Linked DNA regions of Ovis canadensis: region 2 is linked to region 1. The links are chromatin contacts, called in public Hi-C maps. All regions are on one chromosome and are shown on one strand. Each heading gives the region's core, a stretch centred on a gene start, on an enhancer-like site or on the middle of the called end of the contact. The rest is flanking DNA. Distances are from core to core; before and after follow the strand shown. Region 1 holds the start of PDK2 (pyruvate dehydrogenase kinase 2). Region 2 has its middle 26 kb from the start of ITGA3.

What was found. Hi-C and Micro-C count contacts between places; a contact is called where the count stands out from the background.
Region 2: a contact with region 1 is called in a Hi-C map of lung, with 5 times the contacts expected there. The contact joins the enhancer-like site here to the promoter of PDK2 in region 1. A contact is called at or near these places in 2 of 2 Hi-C or Micro-C datasets (fibroblasts and lung).

Annotation. Positions count from the first base shown.
Region 1 is chr11:44,957,345-44,964,503 of ARS-UI_OviCan_v2, forward strand. It overlaps PDK2 (pyruvate dehydrogenase kinase 2), which reads right to left and starts at 2,889. Exons shown (of 11, transcript XM_069543154.1): 1 at 2,451-2,889; 2 at 535-676. The coding sequence starts at 2,568. It overlaps ITGA3 (integrin subunit alpha 3), which reads right to left. Exons shown (of 27, transcript XM_069543160.1): 27 at 6,500-7,159.
Region 2 is chr11:45,014,666-45,021,824 of ARS-UI_OviCan_v2, forward strand. No RefSeq gene overlaps it. Among named protein-coding and RNA genes, the nearest start is that of ITGA3, 26 kb to the left of the region's middle. Within about 2 kb of position 4,701, the one cell type or tissue checked has open chromatin away from gene starts, as enhancers often do. A contact at or near this core is called in fibroblasts, where this site is marked.

The sequences.
Region 1 (7,159 bases), core at 1,639-4,138:
GTAAACTTTACTGAGAATTTCTCTCTGCTACTGCTGCTCTGTGCAATAAACTTTTGGTCTTTGCCCGTCTAAAGCTCTTTGGGGTTGGTACTGTGCCATCCTTGTGTCCATTTGAGTGTTTTCCAACATCCAAAACAGGCTGATTTGTTTGCATTACACAGCTTGAAGATTCACTTCTTCCTGTTTCCCACAAAGTTGCCCCAGCTAGATGTTATCCAACAGGTGCTAGATTTTCAGGGTCAGGGCTGGTGGCAAATGCTGACATGAGCCTGATTTGGGTTTTGGTGTGAAAATGATGATTTCCTTTTCCAGAGAATGGAGGGTGGTGGGTATAGGGCTGTCTCAGAGACATGGAGGCTGGAAGTTTGATCTGAGTCCCTGCTATGGCCTAGGATTCCCACTTGACTGTGAGAACTGCCCTACCTCTCAAAGCCCCTGTGCCTCTCCTCTTTCCCCACCTCCTGCAAGGCTGCTGGGAGCATCGGGCATCTGACAATGGAGTGGGCGGCATGGGGATCTAGCCAAGGGTCTCACCAGCTCTGTACCAGCTGCACCGAGGGTGTGCTCAGCACCCGGTCAGGAAGCAGGTTGATCTCCTTCATGATGTTGGCCAGGCGCACAGGCAGCTCCTGCCTGAGGAAAGTGAATGAGGTTTTCTCACAGGCATTGCTGGACCCTGCAGGGAGAGGGAAAGGTGAGCCTAAGAGTTACAAAGCACTGGAGCCAGAAGACCTCCTAGTGGTGGGGAAGGGGTCAGGTCACTAAATACTTCATTTCCTGAAGGTTCAGAAGAGACAAGAAGACAAGGAGGCACAGGACAAGGGGCCCCTCCTGACCCATGCAGTGGCCACCACACCACCCAGCCTAACCCTTAGGGAGGTGGTGTCCTTTCGCCACCTCCAGCTGAACCCTGCTTGCCTTCAACCACAGGGGACAGGGCCACCCTGGGCCCCCTGGGTGCTGCCTCTAGCCCAAGTTATCTCACTTCTTCTCTTTCTTTCCCTCCTAGTAGACTCTCACTTTGCAGGGCTTGTGGGCAGAGGAGCCTGGGAAACCCATCCTACCTTGAGATGAGCTCCCCTGGCTGAGAGAAGCTATGCTCAGACCACTGCAGCCATAGGGTCCTGGCATCATCTTGGCCCAGGTGGTCTTTATGTCCACAGTAGACTTGCCCCTACATTAATGCCCACCCACCTGAGAGGTAGACAGGGGAACTAGGGCCCAGATACTTAGACTCTTGGTCTGGCTTGAAGATGAAGAGTGAGTAGAGGACTGAATGAGGTCATGGCCTAGAGTCAGGAGACCTGGGTTCTAAGTCCAGGTTCTGCTTTTAACTCTGTCACCCAGGGCATGTCACTATCCCTCTGAAGATCTGCTTTACCCACTGAACTCCAAGTGGACCACTCTACTGTGAGTCCCTCCCTGCTGTGACAGTTCTGTTAACTGGGGTCCAGTCTGGACTAGACAACTGCTGGAGGCTGGGAGTGGGCTCAGGCAGCTTTCCCACATGGCGGGAGCTCAAATACGGAGGGAAGCAGGTGAACAAGTAACCGGGCAACAGATGCCCTGTGTCCTGGCTGCCACCTCCCCGCCCCCTCCCATCAGTGACGCAGCTGTAACCTGAGCCAGGCACTGTCTCCTCAACTCTTGAGACCTGGGCAACCCCTTCTAGTCCCTAGCTGGCACCATAGAAATTCCGTGCGAACAGAAACTGTCTAAACAATGCCTGTTTCAGTCACCATGTTGGCACAGCCTTCCCACTCCCCGATCACTGGTGGTAGGTGACCCTGGCCCAGGAACCCAGGGGCAGCCAAGGATGGGTACAAGCTGTCTGACTCCATTTCATGGTGCCCTGGACCCCTACCCAGCTGGAGACAGACGGCCAGGCCACAGCAGATTTGATCTTCAAGCGTCCTTGTCCTCCAAGACAGCTGGGGGCCAGCTCTTTCAGTGGGGGGAGGTGTACCAGTCAGGGCCTCTCTCCTGTTGACTCATTTGAAAGAGTCCCTCCCGCTAACAGACCCCCAGGGCAGGTCTCCTTCCCGAAGGCTCGCAATGCCCCCAGTCACTCCTACAACACCCCCCATTTTCCTCTCTGACCTTTACTCTTGGAGTCGCCAGGACAATCCCTAGTAACCCTTCAGTGCCTGGATACACCCTCCTGCTCCAACGGCACTGACTCACTGCCCCTTCCTCTCCCAAGACTCCTCGCAAAACCCAGTAAGATACCGTGGACCCCCTCCTTCTCAGTGCCCCCACTTCCCCCTAACAGTCCAGTCTCTTCAGCCGGGGTGCCCTTAACCCTTTCAAACCCAACTGGCCCCTGCCTCCCCGTTAACTCTTTCCTGTCTGGACTCCAAGGTTTGCAAGCAAACCTTCCCTGTCACTCAACCTCCCCACTCCCGCCCCTCGCAGACCCCCGGGGCCAGCCGCCTCCTGCTCACTCGTACCGAAGTCCAGAAACTGCTTCATGGACAGCGGGGATGGGGAGAACTTGCTGAAGTGCTCGATGTATTTGGGGGCCCCTGCCAGGGACGCATTCTTCAGCAGCGCGCGGACCCAGCGCATGGCGGTGGCGACCACTTCTCGGGCTCGGGTTCTGGACCCTGCGCGGGCAGCGCTGGCGCTCGGCTCAGCCCAGCCCAGCCCGGTGCCGCGGCGGCCGCCTCCTCCCCACCGCGACCCCGACTGGGCTCCGAGTCCCGGCCAATTGGCTTGTTGCGGCGCCCCGACGTCGCTAATGGCGTCTCACAAACAACTCCAGGAGAGCCAATAGCCTCTCCCCCCGGCACGTGGCTCCCCCCTGGGCCCGCCCCCTTAACCCAGTGTTTGCCCCGAGCGGCCTGCTGTTTTCAAGAGGCAGCGCCGAGAGCCCGCCTCCCCGGCGTCACTACGCGAGTTCTTCCTCCCGGCCTAGCCCGGATTAACCCCTCCCTCCCGAAAGGCCCGTTATTCCCTTTCCTCTTACACTCCGTTTCGCCGTTCCCTCCCCGAATCTCCTTCACTTGCCTGCCCGGAGGTTGTTCGAGAGCTTTCAACGCATCCTCTTCCGCCCGCGAGGGCCCGATTCACCTGTCCCGATTTCCACCCACCTGCTCTCCCTCAGGGCGTCTGGTGGGTTCCCAGTCTGGACGACTGTGACTCGGACTGTGGATGAACCGGGATGCGAGCCCATGCTAATCCCTCACATAGACGTGTAACACAGCTACTTCCACAAAGATCCAAGCAGCTCAGGACAAGGCAGCATTTTGCTTTTCCAGTTAAAAAACACCGAGTCAACCCCCTCATTAACGCCTAGCGGCGGCTACAATGAACTTTTAAAATCACCTTTATTATTCTCTACTCTTGGATAAGGTAATGGCAACCCACTCCAGTATTCTTGCCTGGAAAATCCCATGGATGGAAGAGCCTGGTAGGCTGCAGTCCATGGGGTCGCTAAGATTCGGGCACGACTGAGCGACTTCACTTTCACTTTTCACTTTCACGCACTGGAGAAGGAAATGGCAACCCATTCCAGTGCTCTTGCCTGGAGAATCCCAGGGACGGGGGAGCCTGGTGGGCTGCCGTCTATGGGGTCGCACAGAGTCGGACACGACTGAAGCGACTTAGCAGCAGCATTTGACCCGAGAAAGCAACCTTTTTCGCACTTGGCTTTCTTAGAGAAAGGTCCTGGAAGATGATCTGTGCTGGAGGCCAAGAGCCGGCACTTCACAGCAGTCCGGATCTCTCGTGGGAACAAAGCTCGTCCTCTTGTGGTCCAACGCCGGATATGTCCTGTCCCGGTATCCCACCCACTTGCCCCTATGAGGTGTTTTTCCGCTTCAATCCTTGGCCCACACTCACCAAGTGCCAAATAGTTGCTAGGTTTATATGCTGGGAATGGGAAACACAGACTGGATTGGGACACACAGACAGGATTGGGACATGGTCTTTTGGCTTGATTATTTCATTTCTCAGTTGAGAGAGCTGCATAAGTAAATAATTAAATAGTTAACAACAGATGCAGTTGTAACCAGTGCAGAGCTGTGTGCAAGGCTTCACAATGGAAGGGACTCTCTTAGCTGAATGAATAATATTCCATATGCCAGGCACTCTTTGCATGCATCATGTCATTGAATTCTCCAGATAGCTCTACCGTGCTGCTGTTACCACCATTTTACAGTTGAGCAAACAGGTTCAGGTACCATCTTCCACTGCAAATCTGAAGGTGTTACTTCCCTTGCTCACAGCCTTGGCTTTCACTTCTTACCGGAGCCTTTCCAGTTCTCACATGATCTACTTTAACTCTCTAGCCTCATCTCTTCCGCACTCCCCTGCTCAAGTCCCACCCATACTTATCTAGTGCCTTGAACCAGACTTCAATCTCCCCACTGTTGCAAATGCGGTCTCCTACCCATGGATCATTCTTTCTTCTCACTTTCACCTACCCATTCTTCTGCACTCACCAAAATCGTCAATGACCTAATTGCTAGCTGAATGGAGTGCAGGTAACAAAAGGCACAAATCCCCAAATTTTCCACTATATGTTCAACTTGGGTTGGTGGGGCGTTCTCAGGGACTCAGACTGACAGAAACTTTATCTCAACACAGGCTTCCACAGCATCGGAGCTGGGAGAAGCAGAACTGGGAGAGTCTCACCCAGTAATTAACTGTCTCAGCCCAAAACTGATCCCCTTCCCTCCGGCTGACAACTCATTGGCCAGAATGGCATCATCCAACCAGGAGGACCTAGGAAGTGCAATCCAGCCCTGTGCCCAGGAGAGGGAGAATCATCTGATGGGTTTTTTTTTTTTTTTAACTGATACAAGAGCCAAGACACTTCTTTTAAAGTGTTTGGAGGTACTGCAGCTCCAAGGAACTCAATAAACTTGGCATAATACAGGGTTCTTTTCTATAAAGTGGGCATTGCTGGATCTCTGCCAGTATGTTTCTTTCATGAAAGTGTAGCTGAAACAGTCCTGAAAATGTCTACTTACTTTCACAAGTGTGTGTGAGACAGATGGTATGTTTTCATCCAAACAAGTGCTCACAGGAGATGGGGGCTGGGCCTGGGTCAAAGCGATATATAGATCCCACTTCATTCTTCAGTGGCAGCAAAGGACTGGACCGGGCTGGACTGAACTCTGATCAACTTGAGCTAGGCTTTGACGACCTACATGTGTGTTTTTTCTGACGTAGAGAATAACCCAGATTTGGAGAACTGAGGTCTCTGGTCACTGGTTGTGGGTAGGGGCTGGGGTTTTCTTGGAGGAACTAGACCATTTCACTGTCAATCAGTGACAAATCCCAGCATTGAAAGTGAGGCAGTGGGCTCTCATAGAGAGGGTAGAGGGCAGACAGCTGCCACAGGGGGCCACCTGAGGCAGCTGAAGCTGAATTGAAGATCTGCCTCTAGGCTTTTCTGAGTAGTAATTTCCAGCTTTCTTGTCAAAAAGACTTCCCTGGTGACTCAGATGGTAAAGACTCTGCCTGCGATGCAGGAGACCCAGGTTCAATCCCTGGGTCGGGAAGATCTCCTGGAGAAGGAAGTGGCAACCCACTCTGGTATTCTTGCCTGGGAAATCCCATGGACAAAGGAGCCTGGCGGGCTACAGTCCAAGGGGTCGCAAAGAGTTGGACATGACTAAGCGATAATACTTCTTGTCAAAGGTCCTTGGGAACAATTAACAGAAGGACTTGTGACACAATTTAGGACAGAGAAGTCACAGGGTAAGCAGCCTTGCTCCATCTCCCACGTCTGAGGCTTGGTTTTGGCACTAGCAGAGGCTGGGACACGCGTGTCCACGCACCATTCAGGGTGTACAAGCACAGTCCACAGCCTTAGCCAGAGGAGGCAGCAGAGAGCTCAACCCAACTCTGCGCCTGTGAGCTCAGGTCAGAAGTGTGTCTGGAAGAGCTGATGCAGGCCAGGGCTCCCGGTTCTCCCTCCCAGAGCTAGGGAGTGGACACTAGGACTTTTCAGTTTTTCCACCCTTGGGTCACTGGTTCACCATCTGATCTACTCATCATGGTATCTAGGTCTGGTTGTGGGGAAACCGAGGCAGTAACCAGGCTCTTATCTGAAGGTAGCCATCAGATGAGGGCTCTCAGCTCTCCACCTGTGCACACAGCCTCACTCTATCATTAGCCAGGACTACCTGCTTCTACAGCAGAGTGGCTTCCTGCCTCTTCCAGACCCTGCACACCACCGCCTCTACTCCCACTCCTTCCCCAGGATGGCACAGTGTCCACCAAGAAGCTGCTTTGGATTCCATACAGTCTACTCAGGGCCTTTCCTCATCTGATGTTCTGAATCTCAGTTATGGGACGGTGACCATCCCTGAAGTCTGGGGCACCCCTGAGAACAGGAGCTGTTATCTCTGCCATAGAGCTTCACCCTCCCAACCTCTCAGAGCTCTGCGCCTGGCTCTGTCCACCTATGGATCACCTAGGTATCATGATCCATCAGATGGAATGGTGTTGGTAAGACGTGGGGGTAGATGGAGGCAGATGCAGTGTGTACAAACAGGGGGCTCTTTACTGGTTGCCGTGAGAAGCCTATATACAAAGAAGGCACAAGGAGGGGGAAGGAGCTCCCCTGCTACAGTACCATGAAAGGGGGGAGGGGCTGAGGAGGGGACCTGCTGACAGGCCGGGGTCAGGAGAGGTTTTCTGGAAATAGCTCAACTTCTAGAATGGGCCACAGGTGAGACGGCAAAGCTAAACTGGCTCCAAAAGCCAAAGAGCGCCAAGAGCTCCACTTCCAGGTCTCCAACCCACGGTCAGTGAGGGCAGAGTAGGGTCTGGCCGATGGGCCGTGATGGGGCTTCCTCCCTGTTCTACATTCAAGCGTCGCTCCTCTGTGATCGCGTGGAGATCCCTCCAGGCCTCAAGGTCAGGATGGTAAATGTGGGTGAGAAGTGGTATCTGCTCTGTATCTGTCCATCATCTCTGTGGCCCAGGACTGGTCCCCACTCTATTGAGGATACCATCATGCTCCCAGAGTGGTCCCAGCACAGCCTGTCCTGGTTGTCTAGCAGCATGTCCACCTCTGTGTCCTCAGGCTGCGCTTCCTACGAGTGCGCGTAATGGCCATGGCTGAGTTCAGAGGTTTTCCCAGCAATTCATGAAAGAGAGCCCCCCTGGGGACCTTCTTTCTAGTTCATTCTGCTCTTGGTCT
Region 2 (7,159 bases), core at 3,451-5,950, 59 kb after region 1:
AAAGTGAAAAGTGAAAGTGAAGTCACTCAGTCGTGTCCGACTCTTTGTGACTCCATGGACTGCAGCCCACCAGGCTCCTCCGTCCATGGGATTTTCCAGGCAAGAGTACTGGAGTGGGGTGCCATTGCCTTCTCCGTAGCTGAGTGCAATGGGCCTTCAACCATATCCAATCTCCCGGCCTGGTTCACATGGAAACCAAGGGTCAGTCACCCAAGGAACTCGAGTGCTCCAAATTCCAGGTTCACCTTTCCCCTCTCATGCTAAAAAACCATACTGGAGCAACATGAGCCCCTACCCTGAGGGTCCCAGCTTCTGCTGAATTCTCCACTTCTCAGCCTCTCACCTGCGGGCTGTTGGCTCTGCGCTTTGTCAGCCCAGGTATGGAATGCAGCACACCCCCCATCCTTAGTTTCACCTTGAATTCTAGTGACTCAGGGCAGTGAGGGTGGGGAATAATTCCTTCAGGGTGAGGCTGCTGGAGCTGGAGGGGAATGATGAATATCAGCTACGACTGGTCTTTGAGCCCACAGCTGTCCTCTCCTCTCACAGCCAGCTGTGAGTTTTCATCTCACCCTGCTCGCCCGCCGTCTTGTTACCTGGGTTCTCAGCCTCTCTCTGTCTCCTGCCCCCTCGCCCACATCTCTGCTCAAGAACTCTCCCCTGAAACCCAGAGAGCTAAAGGCTATTAGCTGGGGCCTCACCACTCTTTCTTTCATGCCCAAGGAGATTCCAGCAAGTTATTTCCCAGGCAGAGTCTCCTCTCAGGGGAATTCTGCTGCCAGCTTTTATAATAGCAACTGTGGTTTTGTTTTCTTCCCACTCCATATCGATGGGGAAACTGAGCCCCAGAATAGAAAGTAAATTGTCCAGGGCCTTCCAGGTCAGAGGACAAAGCAGGAGTAAAAACCTAGAACTTCTAACTGGCCGACTCAGAGCTGTGTGATCCTGAGCAAGTTCACAGGTCTCTCTGAGCCATTTAATTTTGTTGTAACGTAAGTGTTTTATTGAAGTGTAACACACAGATAGAAAAGGGCTTTTTTTGTGTGAAACAGATTTTCACAAAATGAACACAATATGTAACCAGAACGAAGATTAAAAAATAGATTAATTCCAGTATCGCCCAAACTCCTCTTGCCTCCTGTTAATTTCTACTTCCCCAAAGATAATCATCACCTTGATTTCTACTGTCCCAGAGTAGTTTTACCTGGTTTTGGACTTTCTATCAACAGCATCCAAGGAACCAGAGATCAAATTGCCAATATCTGCTGGATCATCAAAAAAGCGAGAGAGTTCCAGAAAAACATCTATTTCTTCTTTATTGACTATGCCAAAGCCTTTGACTGTGTGGGTCACAATAAACTGTGGAAAATTCTGAAAGAGATGGGAATACTAGACCACCTGACCTGCCTCTTGAGATACCTGTATGCAGGTCAGGAAGCAACAGTTAGAACTGGACATGGAACAACAGACTGGTTCCAAATAGGAAAAGGAGTACGTCAAGGCTGTATATTGTTACCCTGCTTATTTAATTTATATGCAGATTACATCATGAGAAACACTGGGCTGGATGAAGCACAAGCTGGAATCAAGATTGCCAGGAGAAATATCAATAACCTCAGATATGCAGATGACACCACCCTTATGGCAGAAAGTGAAGAAGAACTAAAGAGCCTCTTGATGAAAGTGAAAGAGGAGAGTGAAAAAGTTGGCTTGAAGCTCAACATTCAGAAAACTAAGATCATGGCATCCGGTCTCATCACTTCATGGCAAATAGATGGGCAAACAGTAGAAACAGTGGCTGACTTTATTTTGGGGGGCTCCAAAATCGCTGCAGATGGTGATTGCAGCCATGAAATTAAAAGACACTTACTCCTTGGAAGAAAAGTTATGACCAACCTAGACAGCATATTAAAAAGCAAAGACATTGCTTTGTCAACAAAGGTCCGTCTAGTCAAGGCTATGGTTTTTCTAGTAGTCGTGTATGTGAGAGTTGGACTGTGAAGAAAGCTGAGCACCAAAGAATTGATGCTTTTGAACTGTGGTTTTGGAGAAGACTCTTGGGAGTCCGTTAGACTGCCAGGAGATCCAACCAGTCCATCCTAAAGGAGATCGGTCCTGGGTGTTCATTGGAATGACTGATGTTAAAGCTGAAACTCCAATACTTTGGCCACCTGATGCGAAGAGTTGACTCGTTGGAAAAGACCTTGATGCTGGGAAAGATTGAGGGCAGGAGAAAGGGACAAAAAGAGGATGAGATGGTTGGATGGCATCACCGACTCGATGGACATGAGTTTGGGTAAACTCCGGGAGCTGGTGATGGACAGGGAGGCCTGGCGTGCTGCGGTTCATGGGGTCGCAAAGAGTCAGACATGACTGAGCAACTGAACTGAACTGATCAACAGCACCAAAGTGCGTGTTCTTCTGTGTCTGGCTCTTTTTGTTGTTCCACATCAAGCTTGTGAGATCCCCCGCGTTGTTTCTTATAGCTGTAGTTTGTTCCTTTGCTTTGCTGTAAAGTAAATACACCATCATGTGAACACATCACCTTTTGTTTGTCTCTTCTTCTGCTGATGGGCATCCAGCTTTTAAAATTTGCGGCTGCTAACAACAGTGCAGCGGTGAATACTCTCACACCTGTCTTTTGGGGCATCGTGTGTGCTTTCCTGTTGGATATACACTCAGATGGGAAATCTTTAGGCCACAGGGGCTGGGCTTCCCTCATGGCTCAGTGGGTCAAGAATCTATCTGCAAGGCAGGAGATATAAGAGACCTGGGTTCCATCCCTGGGTCAGGAAGATTTCCTGGAGAAGGAAAATCCTCCTCCCCTTCCAGGGGATCTTCCCGACCCAGAGATCAAAACTGCGTTTCTTATGTGTCCTGCATTGGCAAGTGGGCTGTTTCCCACTTAGCACCACCAGTTTTTCCAACATTTGTAGAAGCATTATTTACAATTGCCAAGGTATGAAAGCAACCTAAATGTTCATCAATGGATGAATGGATAAAGAAGATGTGGTATACAGACGCACACACAATGGAATACTACTCTGTCATAAAAAAGGAATGAAATTTTGCTGTTTGTAGCAAAGGTTGGACTTGGAGGGCATTATGCTAAATGAAATAAATCAGACAAAGACAAATACTGCATGGTATTATTTATATGTGAAGTCTAAAAAGGACCACAAGCTAATGAATAAAACAAAATCGGAAGCAAACTCGCAGAAATAGAGAACACACTAGTGATTACCAATGCAGAGAGGGAAAATGTGGGAAGAAGCAATATAGGGATGGGGGGAAAATTACTATGGGATTATATGAAATCATGTGTGTGAAACTTTTGAAAATTGTGAAGCACTACAGAATTTAAAGAATCTTTCATACTGTGAAAAAAAATAAGATATATAATTCACTCTTCCCCTCAAAATGTTAATAGTTTTATTTTTCCTTTTCAGTTCTTATAGCTTTTATGTTTTGCTTCATTGCCCTGTCTGGGACTTCCAAGTGTAGGTCTGGTCAGAGTGGTGATAGTGAGTGAGAACCTTGTCTGGTTCCTGACCTCAGTAGAAAAGTTTTCAGTAATTCACCATGAAGCTTGATATTGGCTGTGTGTGCGTGCGTGTGTGTGTGTGTGTGTGTGTGTGAGCGTGTGCTTGGTGATACTCTTCATGGTACTTTTTTGTTGGAAACATTTTTCAGATAAGGGAAGAGGACCTGGGGTGGGGAACACTTCGGGAAGGGGCACCCCTAGGAATGGCCTGCTCCTCTCCAGAAAACTAAAATGGAGTTGTCTCCAAAGAGGGAGCACCTCCCTGATGACTCCCTCCCATGTCCTCCACCAAAACTTTTGTCTAAGGGATCACCAAGTGTTCCCCTTAGACTCAACAACCTGAGACCACCAGTCCATCCCTGTCATTCCTCAGGGAAACTGAGGCTCAGAGCAGGGTGGTGACCAGCCTCATGTCAGTAAGTTAGTGGCAGGAGCCAGAATTAGAACTAGAGGTTCCTGGCTCTCAGCTCCCCCTTCAGTCACTGCTCTCTGGGTAGGAGTTAGGAGGTGGCCAGAGGGCAGAGGGGTGTGTGTTTAAGTGTTTAGGAAAAGGACAACTTTTTCCGAATAGCCACAGATGCTGTGTGAAAAATGCGGGCAGTCAGCCCCTCCTCCAGCAAGAGAGGAAGGGGGCCCAAGGCTGGTGCATGTGGGAGGCGGGTGGAGGAGCAGGCCTTCACTCCTGGTCCGGTACATGGAAGGGTGCTTTCGGGGAACTCTCAGAAGAGACTAGAAAAGGATGAGGAATCAGACATGGGGTCCAAGGAGGGCTTGTGAGGCACACGGAGGGGACCTGGGGCTTGGGCTAGGGTGGGGGTGGGGGAGAAACTGGGGCAAACAGAGACACGGGCCGGCGCGGTAGAGCGTCACTCTCTTCCTGGCTTCCCTCCTCCCCTGCCCACGGGGAATGTTCGGAATGTGATGAGCTGATAAGATTGGGACTCCCACTCCACCTGACGCTGAGTGCTGGGGCTGGGGTGCTTTGCCCCATCCCCACTTATCAGAGAGGGTTTCTAGGGAGTGGGGAAGTTTTCAGTGGACATAATTCTAATGGAGGAAGCACATGAAGGATGTGAGGGAGGGGTGTTCCTCACGTAGGGCAACGCACCAGATGCCAGGGCCTTGGGCATGGCCAGATGCTTTCTAGCTGAGCTGCACCATGAGTCAGAAGGCAGAGGGCTGGGTTGAGCAAGGGGGTTCCCAGTTGCCAGGGAAGCTGGGGCAGGAAGAGAGAGAGAAGGAAGCAAGGCAGAACAGCCGCTGGCGTTCTTCCAGACGACAGGGTTCTGTGGCTGCTGGCCGAGGAAGCCATCTGGGGCCCCTGTTGAAAGAGTGACCCCAGGGGATGCTACCCCAACTCTGCTGGGTCTGGAGTTCGGGTGCATAAGGAGCAGACTGGGGCTCCGGTGGTCCTCACTGAGGTTGGTCCAGGGGGTCCTCTAATTCAATTCAAGGCAGCTACTTGGAAAGTCTCAGGTGTGTTCTTAGCATCCAAGCTTACCCTTGTCCACCTTGCCTTCCTGTGGATCCATGGGGAGACCTCGAAGACCTCGAAGCTTTCGCACAGCTGCATTCCCTCACCTCCACTGAGTGATTCAGCCCACATCTGTTGTCAGACACCGTGCAAGGTCCTGGGGCATCTATGGGGAGCAAGTTGAGATCCCTGGCCTTCTGAGACTGTATCTCAGGTGGAGATGGAGTGAGGAGTCAAGACACGATGCTTCAAGCACATGGGAGACCAGTGCTCTGGAGGTGAACACTGGCCCTGGGTGCCCGGAGCAGGGCTGGGGTTGAGGAAGGCAGACGTGACTCCAGGGCATCCAGGACCTGGGTCTGCTCCAGGGGCCCACTCTCTGCTCTCTGGATGGACATTTCTAAGGAAAGCTGCCAGAACAGAGCGGTTGAAGAGAGGAAGGGCGGGGGGAGAGGCTGGTGGTTTGAGGTTGTTCCTGGCTAGAGGAACAGAGATGGAGAAAACCTCAGCCCCAGGGACCACTGTGTGGCTACACCTGAGACCTGCTGTGGGTGATCTGACACTGGGATGGGAGGCCATCCAAACCTCACTCAGGGCCCAGGGCCCATTGGCTCCCTCTGCAGAACATAGGCAAGGGGCACCATCCCACGTGGCTGCAGTAAGAACCAACCTAGGCAGCTGACATGACCCACAGATACGTGGCTGCCCCATGGACCCTCTGCGTGTGGGACTGGCTGCTAAGCAGGGAGGAGCTGTGCGAGGTGCCTAGAACACAGCCCTTGTCTCGGCCACTTTTGTTTCCTCCTTACACCTAGCACAATGCCCGCTGGCATATATGAGGAGTCCAAAGTGCTTGGGGAATAAAACCATGAATGAATAAATGACGGATGAGTAAACAAATACGGCAACCAATTTGAGTTCCCAGCAGCAAGTCCGCATCTGTTAGAAACAGGCAGGCCTGCCACCTGGTGGCGATTCGCTTACTGCAGCGGGCGGTCAGGGCCCGGGCATCACCCTTCTCCAAATCTCCCAGGCCTGGATTGAGACCATTAAGACTCATCCAAGGGTGACCTTGACCCTCCTCCTGCCTCCAGGTCACAACCCTTCTCTTTTCCAGCACGCTTAGGCAGTGGTATTTTTTAAAATCTCCAAGGAAAGAGATTTCTCCCTCACCTTTGCTCCTATGGTCTGACCTCTTATTTTCAAGACAGAGAAAGCCTAAGAGGATGCGAGGGCTCTTGTCCCCTCACCCAGGCAGGATAGTCAGCCAGCAGAGAGGCCAGGCCAAGGACTGGGAGGAATTCTGTCTGTCTGCCTGTTTCTCCTTCTACTTCTAAACATATCGAGCTGGCTGCTTTGTGCCAGGATGTGTTGTTGGCTCCTCCCTCTCCATTCCTATGAGAAAACTTGGCCTCTTTCTGCTTAGAAGAAGGAAGGCAGATTCCAGGTTGCTCTGAGTGGGGGGGTCTGGAGATCCCTGGTGGACACCCAGGCCCAGAGACACACTGCCTGTCCACCTCATCAAGCAGGACACTGTGGAGACCCACCAGGTCTGTGGTGGACTTGATGGCTCTAACCTGGAGAAATGCCCAGGAGATGGGAGACATCGCTGTGTGACTGTGGGCAGGTCGTGGCCTCTCTCTGGGCCTTTGCTTCCCCATCTTTATAACTGGGGTGCCTCTGCCTCTCCACACCTGGCTGATGTCCACATCTTCCCTCCTTCCATTGGTCCAGTTTCCATAGCTGCCTTCACCCTCTCCATCCCCTGTCCTGCTCCTCACCCTCGGGGCCAGTTGTAGAACAAACATGACTTCTCAGATGTCCCCTTCTTTTCTGTCCTTGTAAGGAAGCATCCCAGTGCGGTGAGATCATTGGTTGCCCATCCCTGACATCCACTCTTTTCTTCCTCCTTGGTCAGGGACCCCGCTTTTACTGGGGGCACCAGGGATCTCTGGATCCCCCAAAGGGAAAGCCCAGGAATAAGTGCAAACCTGTCCCCAAGCAGTGGTTCCCGCAGCACTCCTGCTGGCCCTCCTCTGCCACTCCAGTCCCCCATCTGAACTATTTGCCCACAAGACCACTCCAAAGCGACTTGGTACTCTGGGAAAAATACCAGGGTGCTTTCTTCCAGTGCTCCCCAA